Regions from separate parts of the Rattus norvegicus genome. Here region 1 is linked to region 2. The links are chromatin contacts, called in public Hi-C maps. All regions are on one chromosome and are shown on one strand. The core of a region is the stretch at or near the end of the contact, and the rest is flanking DNA. Distances in the headings are between cores, read along the strand shown. Region 1 overlaps Nudcd3 (NudC domain containing 3). Region 2 overlaps Camk2b (calcium/calmodulin-dependent protein kinase II beta).

What was found. Hi-C and Micro-C count contacts between places; a contact is called where the count stands out from the background.
Region 1: a Hi-C map of psoas muscle shows a contact between it and region 2, with 4 times the contacts expected there. The contact joins two enhancer-like sites. A contact is called at or near these places in 11 of 12 Hi-C or Micro-C datasets (the A7r5 cell line, Schwann cells, frontal cortex and 6 more) and 1 of 1 datasets of contacts at active chromatin or transcription factors (oligodendrocytes).

The regions. Positions count from the first base shown.
Region 1 is chr14:85,258,197-85,262,735 of GRCr8, reverse strand. All of the region lies in intron 2 of Nudcd3 (NudC domain containing 3), which reads left to right. Among named protein-coding and RNA genes, the nearest start is that of Nudcd3, 12 kb to the left of the region's middle. Within about 2 kb of position 1,640, at least 8 of the 93 cell types and tissues checked have an H3K27ac peak or open chromatin away from gene starts, as enhancers often do.
Region 2 is chr14:85,088,771-85,093,463 of GRCr8, reverse strand. Camk2b (calcium/calmodulin-dependent protein kinase II beta) reads left to right here. Exons shown (of 21, transcript NM_021739.2): 4 at 2,262-2,316. Among named protein-coding and RNA genes, the nearest start is that of Ykt6, 45 kb to the right of the region's middle. Within about 2 kb of position 3,088, at least 69 of the 93 cell types and tissues checked have an H3K27ac peak or open chromatin away from gene starts, as enhancers often do.

The DNA of each region.
Region 1 (4,539 bases), core at 391-2,890, 170 kb before region 2:
TTCCACTTTCTTTCTGCACCCCCTGTGTGACTGCTGTTTCTGATGCCTTTGTTAGAGAATCATTTGCTGCCATTCTTATACAGCATTGACAGATGGTCTTCGATAAAGTCACTTGACATGCTCAACAAAATTTTGCATAAATGCTTGGGGAAAGAAAGACAAGGTAATAATGTGTTTATACTTTGTATATCCAGTCTTATTATAAGTTATTTATTAGTATATATAGTATACTTTTTTTTTGGAGTTTTTGTTGTTTCTGGTTTTGTTTTTTTGATACAGGTTCTCACTGTGTAATCCTGGCTGGCTTGGAACTTGCTGTGTAGACCAGCCTGGTCTCAACTACAAATCTGTCTGCCTTTGCCTCTCCTTGCTGGGAGTGCCTGGCCATCAAACTTGGTGCATTTGTGTGTGTTTAACACTTCATCACAGCCAAAATGCCGAGAAGCAATCGTTTTGTATCTTTGGAACATAATTTGCCTAACAGTGCAATGAACTCTTCTGGAATATAGTTACGCCTTCTCTCAAATAGTTCTGTAATCCTCACAGCCACGATAGAGACACTTGTGTTAGCCAGGCTGCACTGTGCTGCTTTTCGTCCTCAGGTCCTGCCTCATTGCCAGTGCTCTGCCTTAAAGTTTTATGGTAATAGCTTTAAAAATTACATGTGTGTGTGTGTGTGTGTGTGTGTGTGTGTGTGTGTGTGAGAGAGAGAGAGAGAGAGAGAGAGAGAGAGAGAGAGAGAGAGAGAGAGAGCTCTTTCCTTACATTATATCTGTGCTGGGACTGAGCTCAGGTCATCAGGTTTAGTGACATGTGCACCACCCAACTGAGTCATTTTGTGGGCTAATTTCTTTCTTAAGAATTATTTTAGCATTTTTCTTATTTTACTTTTGCTTTGGAGACAGGATTGTTTTTAACCTTGTGTGATCCTACTACCTCCACCTTCCCGATATGGAATTGTAGGTGTGTACCACCATGGCTGGCTGCAGCGTACATTTTACCTGTGTGTAATGATGTAGAGTTTTTACACAAAGCTACAGGCACAGTACTGTGGGTGATTAAGGGGTCTATGTGAAGGATATTGCTGTCACTCTGATACGGTCTCCCTTACTAACAGGCCGCCGTTGCTCTGCTCTGAGTCTCGCTCTTTCAGCCTGCTGTCAGGAGACTCCCAGTCTGAGCCTGGCATGTGGTGGACATGCCTTTAGTTGCAACTCCAGGGTAGGCTAGCAAGTTTAAGACCAATCAGTCAGACTGGGCAACACAGTAAAAGTCCACTTAAGGAATGAGGAAAAGAAGAAACTGAAGGAACAGAAGTACCAGGGTGCTTGAAACACCTACTTAATATCCATTTATTTGGAGACAAAAAAAATTTCTTGGTTATGTAAGACTGTGAAGTACATCATAGTTTTATAGGTTTGGGAGTTGTTCATAGTAGATATTGTGGGTTGTTTTTTTGTCTCAGTGTGTGTTGCAGTTGATCAGTGACCAGTGCCTGTGAGCATGACTAGTACTGTGGAACACACAGCTTTCACTATCTCCCGCCAGGCATCAGCTCTTTCTCTGTGGCCTGCTTGGTTCACCTCTTGGCCTCACCGCAGTACTCACCGCCAAGCTATCAGAGCACCTGCAGTTCAGGCTCTCCACCTGCAGGTGTCGCTGCAGGCAGCGAAAAAAAGCTCTGTAGAGGAAAGGCTCTCGACAGCATGTGGCAGTTCTGTTTTTCTTATATAAATCATGAGTAGAACCCTTTCTAAAGGAAGGAAGTGGGAAAAGGTCGTAATAAGAATACCAGTTATCGGGGTTGGGGATTTAGCTCAGTGGTAGGGCGCTTGCCTGGGAAGCGCAAGGCCCTGGGTTCGGTCCCCAGCTCTGAAAAAAAGAACCAAAAAAAAAAAAAAAAAAAAAAGAGAGAGAGAGAGAGAATACCAGTTATCACCCAGCCATGGTGAGTTTGGGGCTGGTTTGGGCTCCATAGTGAAACCCTCTTCTCCAAAAAGACAAAGACTAAAGAAAAAACCATAACCAGGTAGACAAAACCAAGATCACCCCACCCAAAACCCACACAAAACAGACAAAGGGAGCATGCGTTACCACCTGGAAACAGTTACCAGAGTGCTGGGGTCAGGTGCCTTTTCTCCCATGCATGAGTGAGCCCATGCTGTTGTGTTGCTTTCTCCTGCCTATGCCGGTGAGTAGAGTGGGCAGTGTGAGGAGAGGGCTTCCTGGAGCCACACGGTGGTGTATGAGCTGCTCCGCCTATGTGAGCATGGCACTAAATGAAGCCATCGGTATCAGTATGATTTCATAGCTTTGCCAGTGTGTCCTTTGTGCCTAGGCATTACAGGGACCCAGGCATTTCCTGGTGGGAGAATTGCATCATGTGGAAGAGGTTTCCTGACAGTCTGGTGCATGCCTTGTGCGGGGCTGGGATATGCTACAGCAGTGTCCCGCTAGGCTCTGTCCCCAGTGCTTTTTATTGTTGTTGTCTTCCCCACCCTCTTTCTCCTTTTTCTTTTTTCTTTAAAAACACGGTCTGACTTCAGACTGGCCTCAAACCCACTATTTAGCCAAGTATGGTTTGAATTCTTCTCGTCTTCTTGCTTTTACCTCCTCGTGGTATAGCCATGTACACTGGCTGGTTGATCTGTCCTCTTTCTGAATTGTCATGTCGATGAGCTTCTTGGCTCCTTGCTTATGTTTGTTAAGCCTTATTAGTGACTGCTCAGCCCCTATGACCTGATCATCTCCCAGAGATCCCAGCTGCAGGTAGCCTCACCTTGAGGGGTAGGGCTTCAACATAAAAGTTTCAGGAGAACGTTGACATTGATTCTGTAGCGCTGACACCTTTGGTGGCATTCGTGTCATTGATGCCCCTTAGGCAGGCTGTGTCAGGGCCTGTGTCAGAGGCTTTCTGGGCGCAGTCACACTACCTGGGAAACCTGGCCCTTCGGTTTAGCTTTATAATAGTTCTCCATTGGCTGGTCTGGGTTTCTCAGGTGCCATCATAGGCAGTCCCTGGAAAAGTCATGGTGGCACGGTCAGAAGTCACTCCATGGAGGTTGTTGTGAGGGTTGAAGAAATGAATACTGAAGACCCACTTAGCATGGTTCCTGATAGGGTGTCGCTCAGTCAGCCGCTAGCTATTGTTTTTACTGCGTTTGTCCTAAAAAAGAGAAACTTGTTTTTCTTTTGAATGATACTCATGCAGTATTTGGAAAACAGGTAAGTATGTAAAAGAAGAAAAGCTTACTACCCCTCACTAAATTTTGGGGATATTTTCTTCCCTATGTATGCAAACATCTTCATATATTTAAATGTGTATCTGTAAACTTTTACGACCTGTCTTTCTATTTTATTGAACAGTATGTGGAGAATGTCCAGCATTCTGTTTTGCACTTTGAGTTCTTCCCGCACTCCGGGTATGATATGCCTGAAGTTACTCTGGCCTTGCACAAGGGTGGGTGCCGCACAGCGTGTGCTCAGATGTTACAGGGAGAAATGAGAGCAAGTGGAACGCCAGGAGCCAGGAGCAGAGGGTTGTTTGCTTGCCACCTTAGTCTGCACTCTGTGGCGCTGTCCTGCTGTTCATCTTGCAGCACTTACCTTGAAATTGCTGGTTTTTAAAGGAGGTTCAGACATCAGTCATGAGGGCCTGGTTGAATCACCGGCTAGGAAGACTTGATTTCTAGAAGGTACTTGCTAATTTACTCTTTTTTTTTTTCTTTTTCTTTTTTTTCGGAGCTGAGGACCGAACACAGGGTCTTGCGTTTGCTAGGCAAGCGCTCTACCACTGAGCTAAATCCCCAACCCCTAATTTACTCTTGTGCTAGGAACCCGGGTGGCCTAAAGCGATGCCTAGCTAACTAGGATGTTAGGCTTGTTTTTTGTTTGTTTTGTTTTTTAAGTTTGGCAGTTCATTTGATTCCTCCCCCCCCCCCCCCGGGGGAGGGGGGGCTGGGGATCAAACCCAGGGCCTTGCTCTTGCTAGGCAAGCGCTCTACCACTGTAAATCCCCAACCTCGATTTTTTTTTTTTTTTTTTTTTAAATCACAGTGAGACTTAACAGGCTTTGTTTTTAGGAAACAGTAGTTTGTGGTTTTTTGATATTGAAACTGTATCAGAAGTTGATCTGCTGTTCTGGTTTGTCAGAATTACAGAGGATCTGGGGGTGGAGGTAGAAGCATGGTGCAGTAACCTGAAAAAAATGTGTTCTTCAAAATAGTGATAATCACTGATCTGCTTCCTTTATTCAGAAGAAAATTACTGTCAGATGTACCATGGCCAAGGGCTTTACCTAACATCTTACAGTTAGAAGGAAGGACTAGCATTGTTGGATGGAAGTGACTCTGTTTGATCAGGCCGAGCAGGAATTCATTTGCTTTGCTTTGTGAAGAAGCAGCTGTAACTAGACTATCTGAAAGATGCTTTTAAAGCTGAGGTATTGGGCTAGAGATGTGGCTCAGTCGGTTGCCTGGCATGACAAGGCTCTGGGTTCAATCCTCAGCACTACATAAACCAGGCAGTGGCACAGCCACC
Region 2 (4,693 bases), core at 1,839-4,338:
TCCACATATCCGCTACCTTAATTCCACGTAAAGCAGAGCCCCATGGTTCCTTCTGCGGGAGGAAACTGAGTCTTAGAAAGAAGATGGGACACATATCTTTGGTCAAGATGAGCCAAGTCTCTTTGGTCTCTAGGTAGGTGGCTGAGGACAGGCAGCCCCCAGCAGTCGTTCCTGGAGGCCCTAAGGGGCAACGGGATAACCCCAAGGACCAGCTAGGCCTTCTTGGAGCATTGCCTTCAGGGATGGGTGGAAGAAGGTCCCCCTGGGACTGCTGGGAGCCTTCTCTGCTCAGAATGACATGTCCCAGTGTGGTGGCAGCTGGACTGTCTCAGACAGGCCGCCCTATAGCCCCGCCACTAGGAAGGAGAGTGTGCTCTGGTCCAGCCTCAGGGGTTTTGTTGGAAGGTCCTAGAAGGAGGCTGCCAGCAGGTACCAGGGACTCGTCTTGACGTATGGAGACACAGACTCATGGACAGAGTGGAGGCCCAGGTAGCGAGAGAGAGTCTAGGGGGCCAAGTAGAACAAACTTGTCCTCACTAAGAGGCTCTGATAGCCCAGAGAGATAACCAGGATGTGGGTCCCAGAGGATGGGTTGGGTAAGGTGAGGGAAGCTATGCTACTGAGCCAGGAAATGGAGGAGAAACGTAAGACCCTACCTCCATAATGGTTACCTCTAGGCCACTGTCATGGGCTTCAGAAAACACCCCAGGTCCCTAAGTGGCCTCAGACTCTGAGCTTCAGTCATCTGGTGTTTATTATACTACGGTGACAACAGTGACAGACACAGGGCTGTGGCTCAGGGAGCACTCACTGCTTCACATAGGAACACAGCTCACAGCACCCTACGAACAGGGGATTCTTCCATTTTATAGAGCTGCACACTGGGCTCAGGTAAGTGGGAGGATCCCTCCCAATCCACACGTCTACTTTGGCGGCCACAGTGGGTGTTCTATTTCCTGTCTCTACGGAAGGCCTGGGGCCTGGTGTGCTAAAGGTGAAAGGCATCATGGGGTTAAGGTGTCCGGAACCAAGTGGGGGCGTGGGACAGATCAGAGTTCCTAGGCATAAGGATACTATCAGGACGGTGCCTGGGAAGACCGGTGCCAGGAGGGAGGGTGCCGGCAGCCAGCTAGAAACTAGGACAGAGGGGAGGGTGCCAGGAGCAGGAGTTGTGTGGGTTGTTTCTGCCTGAGGTCCCGGAGTCCTGTGGGACCAGGGAGAAGGTGGCTGCTCTTCACCCTCCAGCCTCGTGGCCCAGTCTTGGGTGGTGGAAGGCAGCAAGGTGGAACTTAAGACTCCAAGAGCACAGGGCCAGGGCTAGCACAGCACACACACCGGAGCCAGACCCCAGCTCCCACAGCCTCATTCACCCCTTGTGGGCCTTGTGCCCTCGCCTGGTTCATCGGCCTCTCTGCTGAAGCTCCCTTTTCTGCAGCCCCTGGTTAGTGAGCTGATCGAGCTAACACATGCAAGGCGCTCGGAGCAGCCCCGGCATGCAGGGGATGCTGTTCTAGCAAAGGGCAGGATCCGCATGCGGGAGAGCAGGGCCCAGAGTGACTCATTCCTAGAAAATCCTTCCTGCTTGGTGCAGAGTGCAGCTCCAGGCCGAGACCTGGTAGCTCCCCCATGCCATTGCCATCAGAGTTCCTCATTCCTGAGAGCCCATCGGCCTCAGCCCAGTCCAGGCAGGCACTGGATACAAGTTCAGCAACTGGTGTGGAAATAGGCCAGAGAGAGGAAGACTGTTAGATCCCACTGACCAAGAGGGAGTCAGAAGTCAAGGTCTGAGCCTCTGAAAGCTGCCATACCTGGTAATCCTTCTGAGTGGAGGCTCTGTTCTGCCGAGGATAGTCCAGAGTGGAAAATAGGTTTGTTTCCTGCAGAAACCTCTCCCATGATGACACAGCTCCTGTGAGGGGAAATAGGAGAGCAGAAAGGGGCCAATAGAGGGGCAAAGTGCTGCCTAGAGCTCCATGATGCTCCCTCCGGACTCTGTGGTGCTCCCTCCGGACTCTGTGGTGCTCCCTCTGGACTCTGTGGTGCTCCCTCTGGCTCAGCATGCAGCACTTCAAGCCAGCTTGTATCTTCCCCCAGCCCGAGGCAGTCTCCTTATCTTGGGGGAGACCCTGTGGGCTACAGAGAGGAGTTCCCTCCCCCAAGCTTGCAGCACTGGTGCTGTGTGGGCCCCGTCAGGGTGGAGGTGGGCAGTAGGGAATATCCTGGGCTACCTCCCACTCCTCATGACTTCTCTGTCCCCGCAGTACGCCTCCATGACAGCATCTCTGAAGAGGGCTTCCACTACCTGGTCTTCGACCTGTAAGTGCCAGATCCAAGGACCCTCACCTTCCTTCACTCCCAGCATGGGGCCCACAGCTTCCTCAGGTTCAGGAGCAAGCCTGTCCCCACATCAGGACTCTCCTTAAGTGCACTTCTGCAGGGGGGTACCTCATCCCCAGCCATGTCCAGCCTAGCCAGCGCTGATTTGGCTATGCACGGGTTTTTACCCACAGTCTGAATCTGACATGCTGAGGACGTCCTCCATGCAGAAAGCTGGTAGGCTGAGGCAGTGGAGGGAAGACCACAGAGAGCAGCCAGTGTCCATTCACCTCCCTCCCGCCTGAGGCCTGTCATGCTGCGTTGGCATGAGCATGCACATTGATGAGCGTGGGTGGAAGGATAAGTGTGCACGCGTGCGTGTGTGTGACAGCACCTGGGCTTAGAGCAAGCGCAGAGATGCTCTGCGTCAAGTCCATGAGTGAACAGGCATGTCCGTCTTAGAAGTGTGACTGGTGTGTTTTGGGGATGCAGGCCTCCGTGTGTGTGTGTGTGTGTGTGTGTGTGTGTGTGTGTGTGTGTGTGTCCGCACGCATATGTGAGTGTGTTTGCATGAGTGTGTGTGCAGTAGCTGAGTGAGAAGGCGTTCAGGGCCAACTCCGCCTCTCACTTCCTGCCGGATTTAGAAGCGATGATCTCATCTCCCTTACTCTTGACAGCTCCTGCTAAGAAGCACTATATTTAGCTGTCTGTGAATCAGGGCTGCTTCAGGACCCTGGGCTGGGTGGGGCCCAGGGGCTTTGGCCTGTCCAGGCAGCCTTCAGACTGCACATCCAGGGAAGCCTGGCTCTGGTACTGTTACTATGGTTACCTCATGCCCTCTGGCTACCCTTGAGCAACAGGCTGAATGGGAACCGGAAGAAGCTTCCTAGGGCCACCTCTCAGCTCTTCCTCCTGCAAATGACAGATGTCCAGGCGGTTGGACTTGCAGGCTTCAGCGTTCTCTGCCTTGTAGTATCTTCGGGTGTTGAGAGAGGCTGTCCCTGCATGGAATTTGTTTATTTCTCAGCTACCTCTGTGTGTCCCACAAGACCGTGCCTAGAATCATCAGCTACAGAACAGGTGATGACTGCTTAGACATCAGTCCTATGACCTGAGGTGGGGCAGGCTCACTTTCCCCCTGTGTACCTCAGAATCACTTTCACCACCCTCTCTTCTCCAGAAACAGAGGCCTGTGGGCTGAGGGTGGTCATGCCCAGGGCCTCTGATGGCCAGCGGATGGCTGTACTTGTTTTAGGAGCTGAGAAGGAAAGAGAGTGGATGGGGGCAGGGTTGGATGTGTTTATGTGTAGGTATGACACATTTATCTCTCAGACCTCCCAATATATGCCAGGCAGACAGCTGCAGGGAGAGACTGAGGAGGTGGTCTGGACAGAAGGCCTCCCATACCTCCAGAGCCTCCAGGGTTGCAGGTTCTGAGGTGATTAGCACCCCAGCAGCCCTCAAGGCCTTGTCAGTTGGGAGCTCTGCAGGATTTGGGAGGTGACTGGTACACACCAGGCCTAAGCATGCAAGTTACAGAGCAGGGTTCCCAACAGTGACCCCACATCTCCCACAGCAGCCAGCTGAGAAGAGGCTCAGCTCCCTGCGCCATGACTCTGGACCAAGAGATGGCCCTGGTGTCCGCACACCGACATGCAAGTGCCTGACACATGCAGTTACTCAGGGAAGCTGGCCCTGGCCCCCCCCAAGGGCATCCTTTGAACTATAGCTCCATACCAAGATGCATTGCCTTATGCCGTTTTCTCTGCCCAGACTTGAGTTTTCAAAGCCTGGGTCGAGAACTTTCTTTTGTGCTGAGACTCAAGCTATCAATCACACAGCACTGGGGATGACAGCCCCTTACCTGGGCTCCTGCTGGATCTGACTCTCCTGGTCCATGTGTGTGCAAACCACCCATTCACAGTGTTGCTATTTCCGCTTTTGCCATTGGCATTTGATGGAAGAAGACAGAGACAGAGAACAGGAGAGCGTGTGGGCGGATATACTACCAATGTTGTCTACGGTCTCTTGGGGACAGGCATTCAAGTATTTCAAGACGTCAGCCCACCCTGGAGCCCAGATCCAGGCACTAAATCCCTTGTTTGATGCTTCAAATATGGCCCAAGCAACAGGGCATTGAATAAGGGAAGCTAGACAGTCTCAGACCTAGGATTAAGGGTCACAGAGCCGGGAGTAACCCTGGGAAGCCCTGGCTCAAACCCATGTGCTGCCAGCTCTGGGGAGCCCACTTGGGTGTAAGAAACTCAGTTTTCTCAGGGAACATGTGTGAAGGAAAAAGCATTTAAATGCCACCAGGTATGAACAAGTTTGTCCTTAATAAGTTGTCGCTCTGGGGGTGTGTGTGAGGATGGAGGTG